Linked DNA regions of Pan troglodytes: region 2 is linked to region 1. Evidence: chromatin contacts called from public capture Hi-C data. All regions are on one chromosome and are shown on one strand. The core of a region is the stretch at or near the end of the contact, and the rest is flanking DNA. Distances in the headings are between cores, read along the strand shown. Region 1 overlaps LOC104001998 (a long non-coding RNA gene). Region 2 overlaps LOC104001998 (a long non-coding RNA gene).

What was found. Capture Hi-C pulls out chosen DNA fragments and counts their contacts.
Region 2: a contact with region 1 is called in a capture Hi-C map of stem cell-derived neural stem cells, with 2.6 times the contacts expected there. The contact joins two enhancer-like sites. A contact is called at or near these places in 3 of 7 Hi-C or Micro-C datasets (induced pluripotent stem cells and stem cell-derived neural progenitor cells) and 1 of 1 other capture datasets (stem cell-derived neural stem cells).

Annotation. Positions count from the first base shown.
Region 1 is chr15:32,345,406-32,351,698 of NHGRI_mPanTro3-v2.0_pri, forward strand. All of the region lies in intron 1 of LOC104001998 (a long non-coding RNA gene), which reads right to left. Among named protein-coding and RNA genes, the nearest start is that of EGLN3, 160 kb to the left of the region's middle. Within about 2 kb of position 3,281, at least 2 of the 24 cell types and tissues checked have an H3K27ac peak or open chromatin away from gene starts, as enhancers often do. A contact at or near this core is called in stem cell-derived neural stem cells, where this site is marked.
Region 2 is chr15:32,526,340-32,532,898 of NHGRI_mPanTro3-v2.0_pri, forward strand. The region is part of intron 1 of LOC104001998 (a long non-coding RNA gene); the gene reads right to left. Among named protein-coding and RNA genes, the nearest start is that of SPTSSA, 160 kb to the right of the region's middle. Within about 2 kb of position 3,857, at least 8 of the 24 cell types and tissues checked have an H3K27ac peak or open chromatin away from gene starts, as enhancers often do. A contact at or near this core is called in stem cell-derived neural stem cells, where this site is marked.

The sequences.
Region 1 (6,293 bases), core at 2,031-4,530:
GTTCAAGACCAGCCTGGCCAATATGGTAAAACCCCGTCTCTACTAAAAATACAAAAATTAGCCAGGCATGGTGGCAGGTGCCTGTAGTGCCAGCTACTCAGGAGGCTGAGGCAAGAGAATCGCCTGAACCTGGGAGATGGAGGTTGCAGTGAGCCGAGATCACGCCACTGCACGCCAGCCTGGGCAACGGAGCGAGACTTCATCTCAAAAAAAAAAGAAGAAAAAAAGAAAGAAAAGAAAGAAAGAACCTCTATCCTCAGGAGTTGATGGTACAGCTGGAGAAACACACATGGAAACAGAAACTGGTAGTTTGGCAAACTTGAGAGCTATGAACAAAGAGCTATGGGAGCCCAGAAGAGGGCTAGCAGAAGAGAGGGAGGGAGGGAGAACCTTGGTTGAATACCACATATGATGCAGATCTGCTAGAAGTTCTACATGTCTTAACAGGGGTTTGACCCTCACAACAACCCTATGAAGGAGGTACCATTGTCTCTGTTTTCCTGATGGGGAAACTGAAGTTAACTATGAAGTGGCTGACACTGATGAGATGGGGGCATTTCATGGAAGTCTTAACAGATGCCGACTTTCTCAGGTGCAGTGGTGGGATGGGCAGACCAGGCAGATGAAGCAGGTATGGAGGTGTAGAACCACAAAGGAGTTTGTTAACATCAAAGGAAAAACATACAAAGAAGTTCTAGAGATTTACAGATGTATAACCACTGAAGCCTATTTTCAAGACATCCTTGCTCCCCAGAACTCAAAAGTCTTTTCCAAAGATGAACTCCCCAATACCCCATGTGTAGGACACTAACATATGCTCTAGGTAGACAAGAAGGCACCTCCAGGGAAAAAAAAATGTGTTTAAGATAAACCTGCTCCTTTGCCCTCACCCTTTTATTATTTATATTCTCTCACTCATCTTCTTATCTTTGAGAGTCTTCCACGTATTAGTGGAATTAGTGGGTCTTTGGTGAAACCAGCGAGGATGACTGGGAAGCAGAGGAAAAGTGGCAGACTCTTGGTGAGCACGAGGCCTCATGGTGAGCACAGACCAGCAACCCCAGGGTAAAGACGGGCCTACAGATCCTGTACCATCCTCCTCTCTGCCGTCTTTTCCATACCTACTCTCAACCCACACAGATACAGTCATCAAGACAACCTGCCTCCCCAAAGTCTCATATGCCCCCAGAAAAGCCTGACTCTGACACCGTCTCTCAGTGTAACTGAGAAGGGAGGTTCCTCATCCTATAGTCACCCAGACCTCCTCCATCACAGACTCAAGACCCCAGGGCAAACTTTGAAGTTGTTCAAAGTGAGGATGAAGGATCTTCTCAGATAGGTCACCTTTATCTAGAATCTTCAGTGGAAGGGCCTCTTGGGATAGAAGACCATGGGTTCTGGAAACAGAAGAAGCAGAGTTAGACCCTGCTGGCACTCTATGGGCACCAGGGAATAAAACCCCCAAATGCTTGTAGGAGAAAGGGAGAGAAGAGAATCATGTGTAAAAAGCTAAGGAAAACTTCCTGCTAACAGACACATGGCGGTAAACAGCAGACACTGTTAGCTAATACCCCCCTCCTCCTTTCTCTTCCAGAACTCTCCTGAAAGATCTCCTGGGTTGTGCAGAATGTGGATAGTGATAGTTTCTTGCTCCAATTTACTCCTCGCACAATCTCTTCTCCTATCTGTAGGCAAGGCTAATTCTTGAGTGGCTTTGATTGAAAACCAACTGTGATGATTTTAAAAAACCACAAATCAGGCCTAACAAGGATGGCACATTAAGAAAATATTTGAATATCTTCCAATGAGACCCACAAAGCCTCTCCATCGTGTCATTTGTACTTAATGGGTGCTGCCCCAGACTTCAAATATTTCAATATGCCTTTCAAGTCAGTTTCCTGTCTGCCTAAGCCCCGTGTTGAACCACCCCTGTTGATATGGTTTGACTGTGTCCCCACTCAAATCTCATCTTAAGGTGTGGCTTTCATAATTCCCATGTGTTGTGGGAGGGACCCAGTGGGAAATAACTGAATCATGGGGCAGCTTCCCCCATACTGTTCTCGTAGTGATTAAGTCTCATGAAATCTGATGGTTTTATAAAGGGTTTCCGCTTTCACTTAGCTCTCATTCTCTCTCTTACCTGCTGCCATGTAAGACGTGCCTTTCGCCTTCTGCTGTGATTGTGAGGCTTCCCCAGCCATATGGAACTGTGAGTCCATTAAACCCCCTTTTCTTTATAATTTCCCCAGTCTCAGGTATGTCTTTATCACCAGTGTGAAAACAGACTAACACACCTGTTACCACACATACATTGTTACCACCATGGCTGATTCCCCAAACAGTACCCACTCTCTCCATCCTCATGTTCTAGTTGAAGGTACAGGAACATATAAACAGGGATTACAGCAAAACAGTAACAGTAACACAAGCCTATATGATGAAGCATGAATGTCCAAAGAGTATTGCAGATAGAAAGTGCTTAAGAAAAAAGGAGAGAGGGAGGAAAGGAGGGGGGCAAGGGCTGGAAAACTTCCTGTCAGGTACTATGTTCACTATCCGGGTGACAGGATCCATAGAAGCCCAAACCTCAGCACCACACGATATACTCTTATAACACACCTGCACATGTATCCCCTGAATCTAAAATAAAAATGGAAATTTTTTTAAAAAGAGAGATAGCGCTGGAGGAATCTAGAGGGGACAGAGAACTTCAATCAGAGGCAAGCAGACCAGGAGCAGCATTAGAGGTAGAGGTGAGTAGCTAGAATTGTGAGGCACAAGGCAGGTCTGCCCAGGGGAAAGTGAATTCCTCTGTCCAAACTATCCGAAAGAGAAAGCCTCAAGGCAGCGGTGTGCTGGTAAATGTTTAACAACCGGCTCTGATTTGTAGACTTTGACAATTTCCATCATATAAATACTCCCTCCATGGCCAGTTTCAACCTACCAACATGATATCAGTGCACAAAACTGGCTCTCCTGAATAGGTACAAATTGGCTCAAGCAGATCATGGGGACAAAACTATCTGCCTGAGACCTATTACATAGGTTTAGCCCAGTTTCATTAACCCCCAAACAGTACTTCTCGGGATGGAGATGGGCTGACAGAGAATAAATCAGCTGTATCAACACCCGATGTGCTGATTCCCTAAGCAGAATAGTAGGAAAGTTGGCCAATTTTTCTGTATGACAATTCCCTGAATATTGTTTGCAGTTCTCTAGCCCACCTCTAGTCTTCATATTGCCTTCTGTGAAGGAAAAGGCAGCTTAGCAACCTCCGCTGAGTCTTCTGGGCTAAAGAGACTGCATCAGCCCGGCCTATGCTGCTGACACCCTTGCTGATCCTCCTCATAGCACCTCCCCTGTTTCTCAAGTTAACCACTTAGCACTGTGAATAGACAGTTGGTATATGACCATCTGTGCTTCCAGGCAAGTCTTTAGATTTCTATTCACAGTGCTACATGGTGATATTGAGCCTACGGCCTGGAAGCCTATACTAACAGAACACCTAGAAGCAAAAATACCTTGAGACTCCCTGAATGCAAATAAAGCTTCCTTTGTGCTGCACTGATAAACTGGAAACACCAGAGAAGCAACAATTAGGGCTCCTGCACAGACCTCTCATAGAAAGTTTGGCTTTCCCTGGTGGCCCTTCAAACATTACCCCACTTCTTTTGTAGCCACTGTATGAAAAGGACACTACTATATATGTCAGGCCGTAGCAACATATCAGGACCTACATCAGCTGCCAGAGCAAGTGGGTGGTGGGAAGTGATTGAGTAGGGGTGGAAGAGGGTGGTGGGGCAGTGTCTAGACTACAAGTCCTGTTTAAGGGGTTTTTCTTCCATCCTATGTGTCTTAGGGGCAGTGCAACTTCAGGTGTAGAGGAATAAAAGCAAGCGTTTTCCATGTTTCTCCACACCCTCTCTTCCAGTTGGAGATCTGCATACATTTCTCAGAGAACAAGATAAGCCAAAAATAAGAAGTGAAGAGCCAAAAGTATGCCCTGAAAAAATAGTGTAAATAAATGTAGGGGTTTTTTTTTTCCTTTTTCATCCAGATCCTGCTCTCAATTATTTTTTAATACCTTAGTTATGGACAGTTGGAATGAAACATTCTAGGTAGCTGTTCTGAGACACAGTAAATAAGTCCATTTATTATTTCTTGGAGTGGTCTGAACTATGCAATCATTCTTTTTCTTGGCCCCTACCCTTTGCTTTCCAAGTGAATTGAGTTGAATTCATTATGAGACATTTTATTGTATCATGCTCCTCCTTGCTAAATACCTGACTGATTTCATTGTTTTCTCAGGCCATGAACCTAAAAACCTAACTGGCAGAAGGAAGTGTGTTCTTTTCCAGTGCACATCCATCCCACAGGAGGGGTTTCCGAGTGTATGCTACTGTTCCCAATGCCTGGCTATTGATCCTGATATTGCACAATTTTTCAATAAAGATCTTAATCACACAGACATAAATTAGCAGACATACTGCGAGAGAGATGCAGATGGCTTCTCTGACTAGAAATGCCTGCAGGCAATCGCATACCACATCAGGGAGCTTATCATTCCTTAAATATTTATGTTTGTTTTCTCCATTATGAAATTACCACATCCCTCTCAAGAATCCTACCAAATATGTCTATTGTCCGAGGGGATTTCTTTTTCTTTTACTGTGGCTTTCCAGATAGTAAGTACATAACTTTAAAACTCACTGAAGGTCTGGAGACTCTCTGGTTGCAGGAGAGAGGTGTGAATGCACCGATTTTTCTAACGTTTCTCTTTTTCCTAACTGCACAGAGACGTCACTCTGCATATGCTCATTCTTCCAGGAAGCACAGCTCAGAACAGTAGTGAACCTAATGTCTAGCAAATCTTGGACTCATCATTTATAACTCTTTTCCTTCTGTTACTTGCCATGAAATCTTAAGATTATAGAATCAGATACATTTTTGTGAAGTGACCTTTATAATATACTTAGCTCCACTTTTGCTATCAGCAAAATGGGGACAAACAAATCTGCCACCACCTCAATGAAGAAAGAATGAATAGCTTGGCTCCCCTGGGGAAGGTGGCGTTCTACAGAGCACAAGATAAGTCCTGGCAGAGATGGAAGAAAGGGTCCTTCTCACTCCCAGGTAATTTACAACCATGGACCCCAAGATGGGCCAACATCGGTCACAAAAGCCCAGAGACAGCTCCATTTACTCCTGTTCCAGCATAAGACCTCATCTTCCTTTTCTTATCTCCCAAGCTGCTTAGCACATTTCTATGTCCAATAACATTTAGTTAGTGGTTGACTAACTAAATGAAAGATGAACAGTCAGCTTGATTAGTGTCTTATCATTGTCTAACATATGTACAAAATTTAGTCTTTCAAAAACTAAAATGAAAAGATTGATAGCTCTTGCTTTGAATTATGAAATATCCAAAGAACTCACTGAAAAGTGTCTTAACTCATTTTGTTATCACATCTCAATTTTGTCCCATTCAGCAACTTTCTAGGACACAAATTGAAGAGGCTAGAGTCTTATGAATATCCCCTGAAGCCAAATAGATTATTTCATCCCATATTTTACTTTTCGGAATTTTTTTTGGCAGTCTTCTATTTGACACATGTCAAAACATCACTAGTATGTGTTAATATAATTTGTTAATTTGTAGAGAGGATGCTGTGAATTCTAGGCTGAATTCAATGGTCAGAGAATGTCTCACCCGGCTAAAGACCAATCAGGGTGTCTTTCAGTGTGTGCCCTAGCATATCTCTACCTGGCTTCTCTGCAATGTTACTTGCACAGTTAACTTAAATTGTATAATTATGACTAGTGTATATACTATAACTACATATAGCATAAATTATATCATTCTGCCTATAAAATTTTCATCAACTAAATGAACTGTTAGATTTAGAGGAAAGAGATCAGAGCTAATTAGTTTTTTATTTATTTTTGTTATACACAAATAAGTCCTTAATAAGTATCTCTCAGTGATAACCAAGACAGTGGTAGCAAAGATATAAGCACCTGGTGGAGCTGAAAACCCTGAGCATCGTTGTGTCAGATTTCCTGTCCTGCCACTTTCAGGCTGAAAATTACTCTTTGATCATTTTGATAATGCTTAAAATATATCCTCGATTCTTTGTTTAGAAATTTTTTTACAGGTACATAGTAAGTGTATATATTTATAGGGTACATAAATATTTTGATACAGGCATACAATGCATAATCATCACACTAGGATAAATATGGTATCCATCACCTCAAGCATTTATCCTTTCTTTGTGTTATGATCCATTTGT
Region 2 (6,559 bases), core at 2,607-5,106, 180 kb after region 1:
AGCATGTGCATAACTTCAGCCACCAACTGGCATATGTGGCCCCACCCAGATAATGGCAAAACGCTGCGTAGGCACTGATTAGCCAACAGCCTGCCCAGAGGGAGGGATGAAAGGAAAAGACTAGGGGGAAAAAAAACAGAAAATAGTAGATCTATAGAGCCCTGAACCAACGATCAGGCAAGGCACTTAATCTTTCGAGTTGCCTACTTAGTTCCTTCCAAGTGTACTTTTCTTTGCTTCAATAAACTCTCCTTTCTGCCTTAAATCTACTCTGTCTCTTGGCCGAATTCTTTTTCCCAAGAAGACAAGGATCAAGCACTGTGGAGCCTGCCCAGACTTGCCGCCAGTAACATTATGAAGCCAGCCTGACTGGATGTGAATTCTTTTTCTCCACTTATTGTGTGAATTTGGAAAATTAAAACTTCCTTAGTGGCAATTTCCTCATGTATAAAACGAGGAAAATAAAAACTACTTGAGAGAGGTATCCTGAGTATAATAAAGTAACACATGCAGAGGGCTTAGAATACAACCTTGCACAAAGTAAACAACTGATCAATGGTAGTTATTATCATTTTTACAATAACAATAATAATAAGCAAAATATTCGATATTCTTGCATCTTGGAAAGAGTCAGGCCAACCTGGGTTTGATTTCTGGCTTTTCCTTCAAGTAGTTGATAGGTCTTTTGCTTTGTAACCTGGCTTGAGAAATAGGTTGAGGTTTAAATGAGATATATTCATTCATTCATTCAATAGACAATTATTGGGTACCTACCGTGTGCCAGGCTCTGTTCTAGACACTGAGGATATAGCAGTGGACAAAACAAAGTTTTACTCCTAATAGAGATTATACTATAGTGAGGAAACAGGTAATAAACAAATAGATATGTGATAAACTCTCACACACGGATAAGTGAAGAGAAAAAAGGCAGAGAAAAAAGAGTGTGTTGTTTTTGATACGGTGATATATAAGCATCGCCCTTAAGGAAATGAGGGAGGGTGCCATGCACGTTTCTGGGAAGAGCATTCTGGATGCAAGGAATAGCAGGGCAAAGGCCCAGGTGAAATGAGCCTGTCATGTCAAAGGAGAAGTACCTGAAGTAAAGTGCTGGAGAAAGGGAAGTTAAAAGAGGTGAAAGAGGCCAGGCGCAGTGGCTCATGCCTGTAATCCTAGCACTTTGGGAGGCTGAGGTGGGCAAACTGCTTAAACTCAGGAGTTTGAAACCAGCCTGGGCAGCATGGCAAAACCCCATCTCTACAAAAAATACAAAAAGTAGCCATGCGTGGTGATGCATCCCCATAGTCCCAGCTACGTGTGTGACTGAGGTGGGAGGATCGCTTGAGCCTGGGAGGTCAAAGCTGTACTGAAGTGAGCCATGTTCACGCCACTGCACTCCAGCCTGGGTGACAAAGCAAGACCCTGTCTCCAAAAAAAAAGGAAAGATCAGAGAAACACCAGGGGCCAAATCACTTAAGCCTGGGAATTCTAAGAGGGATAGGAAGCCACTGGAGGGTTTTAAGCAGGAGCTTGTGTTGATCAATTTGCATTTTAAAAGGATTATTCAGGTAGCTGTTTAGCAAATAGTTTATAGGAAGATACAGTAGGCTGGTAGGCAGCGGGAATTGACTGGCCCTGTTTGAGAGATGCTATGATATGGTAACAGGTCAGATCAGGTGGCAGAATCCAAACAACTCAAAAATATCTATGACCTGTTGGGATAAATTATGTCCCCCCCCCCAAAAAAAAGATATATCGAAAGCCTTGGCCAGGTGAGCTGGCTCACACCCATAATTCCAGCATTTTGGAAGGCCTAGGTGGGAGGATCACTTGAGGTCAGGAGTTCAAGACTAGCCTGGCCAACATGGTGAAACTCCATCACTACTAAAAATTCAAAAATTAGCCGGCTGTGGTGGTGGCTGCCTGTAATCTCAGCTACTTGGGAGGCTGAGGCAGGATAATCACTTGAACTCAGGAGGCAGAGGTTGCAGTGAGTCGAGATCGTGCCACTGCACTCCAGCCTGGGCAACAGAACAAGATTCTGTCTCAAAAAAAAAAAAAAAAAAAAAGACTAATCCCCAGTACCCCGCAAGGTGACTATATTAGTCCATTTTCAAGCTGCTGATAAAGACATACCTGAGACTGGGAAATTCGCGAAAGCAAGAGGTTTATTGCACTTACAGTTTCATGTGGCTGGAGAGACCTCATAATCATGGCGGAAGGTGAAAGGCACATCTCATATGGCAGCAGACAAGAGAAGAGAGCTTGTGCAGGAAAACTCCCCTTATAATAACCATCAGAACTCATGAGACTTACTATCATGAAAACAACATGGGAAAGACCTGCCCCCATGATTCAATCATCTCCCACTGGGTCCCTCCCACAACACATGGGAATTATGGGAGTTATAAGATGAGATTTGGGTGGGGACACAGAGCCAAACCATATCAGTGACATTATTTGGAAATGGGATCCTTATAATTAGTTAAGATGAGGTCATACTGGATTAGAGTGGGCCCCTAATCCAACACAGCTGATGTCCTCATAAGAAGACAGCCATGTAAAGACAGAGACACAGTGAGAACACCATGTGAAGACAGAGGAAGAGATTAGAGTTATGCTGTCACAAGCCAAGGAACACCAAGGATCTACGGCCACCACTAGGAGCCAAGAAGAGGCAACCAAGTATCACCCCCACAGGACTTGGAGAGGCACAACCCTACCAGTACCTTGATTTTGGACTTCTAGCCTCCTAAAGTGAGAGAATAAATTTATGTGGTTTAAGGCCTCTCTGTTTGTAGTACTCTGTTATAGCAGCCCAAAGAAACCAATACAGTACCTATAAATACAGTACCTTCTCCACCCACTGCCTGCAAGTTTGGAAGATGCTGGAGTCAACCAACAAACCCCGTCCTTCAGCACTAACACAGCCTCATATTCATAAAGATGATTAGGGAACACTGATGGCTATGACAATGGTGATTTATTTTTCCTTTGTCGTTTCCAGTACACAAAAGGCAAATCTGTGCTGAAGACACCAGAAATCTTTCCAATTAATGCTAATGGGTGACCAGCTCTGTTTCACTCCTTGGGAAACAAGGCCACTAAGAGGAAGTTATCAGTAAGAAATTTATGTTTTAGTAGCATGTTTAATTATGATACAACCATGACTGTCTCTTGCACCAGAATTTAGCATGCAAGATTTACAGCTCTTAGCACAATTTTTGCCTTTGTTGTCTCAAAGAGCCTTGTTTCTGATGTTTTATTAGACTAGCAACCTCTGTTCAATTGTGTCATACTGCCCCCTACTGCTTTGATCTTATCATCTCATGCTGGCTGCTATTATTTTGAGTTGGTTTTCAGGATGTGTGGGGTTTTTTTGCCAGGGTCTGTAAACCTGCCCACTCTCACAGCCCGAAGAACACAGAACATTGGGATGGTGGAGAAGGGAGTGGGAATCTCATTTTTTTCTTTTAATACAACCATTGAACAACCACAAATATATCTATATAGTTCTAAAGCACACCATCTGACTTGTTTAAGCTTACAAGAGATACTAAGTTTCTAGAATAAGAGCACATCAGATTCTTTATTTCTTGAAGGTGGAAAACATCTTCAGGAGATATCCTCACTTTTCATGAGATGAAATTTTTTTAAGGGAAGCTGATGAAATTTTAACTAATCCAACCAGCCAGAGGAAAGCCATACTACAAAAGGGGCCTCAGAGGAAAGTGGGATTTCTTTTCTGCTTCAAAGGCATAGATGGCAATGCTATGAAAAAGCGGCCTGCAGGCGAGGGTCAGAGCGCACCCCACACCCACACAGCCACCAGCCACCCTGAGATGGTGTGTGTACCAGCCATCCCAGCCCCAGCCCCACCCCCAGCCCCCTCTGCCGTTCCTCCTTTGCCTGTGTTCTCTTCCAAAGGTGATAGGTCAGCCCTCAGCCAGGAAGAAAAGTGGCTGAGGGTCAGGAAAAGGGTATAGGGTTGCATAGGATTACATTAGTAAGGAACCTAGAAATGAGCCATTTGGGCTTCATAACACAAATTGGTTCTCAAGGTATTCGGCGGGCGGGGGGTGGGGGCGTCCTCTCAACCAAAAAATCTCAGAACCAATTCCTCCGACTCTGCTAGTGGATTTAGCTTTTGTTTTTGTTTTAATTTAGGCTGGGTGCAGTGGCTCACGCTTGTAATCCCAGCACTTTTGGGAGGCTGAGGCAGGAGGACTGCTTCAGCCCAGGAGTTCAAAACCAGCCTGGGCAATACAGTGAGACCCTGTCTCTATTAAAAAAAAAAATTTTTTTTTAACAAAACCACCTGGCCTCATAGCAGGGCAGCTTCCCTAATTCCTGATGTTGCCTGTTTCCGACCCACAGAACTCCAATGGTCCACGGCTTGCGCTGCTCTTACCCAGCCTTCCCATGGATGACTACTTAACTGGATCATCTGAGCTTTGCTTCCATGCAACCGACCACACATATTCTCCTGCCACAGATTTGCTACACTTTGGCATACACTGTAGGCCTGTGACCAGCTCTCAGTCTGGTTTCCTGTGACGCTTGTCACCACTGGAGCTTTGTTCAGATCCCTGAGCCACATGCACACACCTTTATTCTCTGTGCAACTGCCTTGTGTCCTGCCCTGTCTGGGCCGGCAGCCTCCAGTGGGGCTTGCAGGGCAGGGGAGGATTCTTTTACTCTGCCTGCACCATTTAGTCCTCGGCTTGTGCTTGGAGGAGTGCTCTCTCCCAGGGATCACAAAGGAGAGCAGGCATGGGGGAGGGGGTGGAGAATGCCGCAAGAGAACATTTACCCTTCCTGCACTGTGCCAGACAAACGCAGAACCTATTCCATAAAAGATTTTTTATGTTGCATGGTCCAAGAGAATAGCCCAGCTGCTATCTTTGGCTCTCCTCCATTTCTCACTCCCATTCATAAAATCTTTAGAGAAGGCCACGTGCTGCTTTCTCACAGAGAGGATCAAGTTGTACTCCAACCCAGAATATAGTTTCATTTGGATGCAGGTGGCTATAAGGGCCCTGAACAGTCTGTCTTTCTAACTACCCTGTCTGTCTACTCTAATTCTTCCTACCTAATTATCCCCCATCATGAATCAATAAATCATATGCGGAGCCTCTCTAAAGACCCAACACCATGAAGAAGCTGAGGGACCACAGAGCTTACCAAACCTCTGGTATTCATGGATTTAGCGTTCACAGTGGTACCAAAGACCCATGACCTATAGCAATTTGTCTTTTGCTGAGACTCAAATTTGAATGTTGAACACCATAACACCAGTGTTTGGGAGACAATCATTTGGTAAGTGAGCCTAGTTGGCCTAGTTAGCTTTTTTTTTTTTTTTTGAGACAGAGTCTCACTCTGTCACACAGGCTGGAGTGCAGTGGCACAATCTCGGCTCACTGCAACCTCCGCCTCCCAGGTTCAAGCAATTCTCCTGCGTCAGCCTCCCAAGTAGCTGGGATTACAAGTGCCCACCACCATGCCCTGCTGCTTTTTGTATTTGTAGTACAGATGGGGTTTTGCCACGTTGGCCAGGCTGGTCTCGTACTCCTGGCTTCAAGTGATCTGCCCCCCTTGGCCTCCCAGAGTGCTGGGATTACAGGCGTGAGCCATCACGCCCGGCCCCTAGTTAGCTATTCTAAAATCACAATGTTATAATAATTTTTTTCAATTTGCCATATGCCAGGTACTATACTAATTATTGCCTCTATGTTATCTCACTTAGCCATGATTATAGCAACTTCATTCCCATTTTATAGGTGAGAAAACTGAGATTCAGAGGTTAAGAAATTTGCTCAAGATCATACGCCTAGTCAACGTGATTGAGCAAGACCATAGAGCTAGTGTGATTAAAATCACATAGCTGTTATAGTTAGTGTGATTAAGATCACATAGCTACTTGGCGTGATTTGAGCAAGATCACAGAGCTAGTTACAGTGATTAAGCGATCACAGAGCTAGTATGATTGGGGCTAGCTGAGCAGGAATTTGGTCCCAGGTCTGTCTTACTCCAAAGGTCAAGCAGTTAACCATCTCAATTCTCCCTCCTATGTCATTCTCTCCTCACTTCAGGGCACACAGCAGTGGTCATAAAGCCATCAGAATGTTGTTACCACATGGAAAATGGCACTAAGTGCTAGAGATACCTTTAGTGAATGTTGAAAGAGCTGTTTGTGGTATGAGAACGCACAAAGATTACACTTGGCTCTGAATGGAATACACGTCGGAAAAGGTGAAGAGCCTGAACAAAAACAACTCCACTTTTACAAATCAGAGAATTCTGAAAGATCCGGGATGTCAAGGTTGTTAGACACACAGAAAGAAACAGGGGTCTATATGCAGCTATATATGAATATCAATATAGATATATAGATAAGGCATATTTGTCCTGCTCTCAAGAGTCTCACACCATTAGCTCACCATGAAAAAGAACAATTCTGCAGTAGGCTGGGCACAGTGGCCCACACCTGTAATCTTAGCACTTTGGGAGGTCAAGCCAGGTGAATCAATTCAGGTCAGGAGTTTGAGACCAGCCTGGCCAA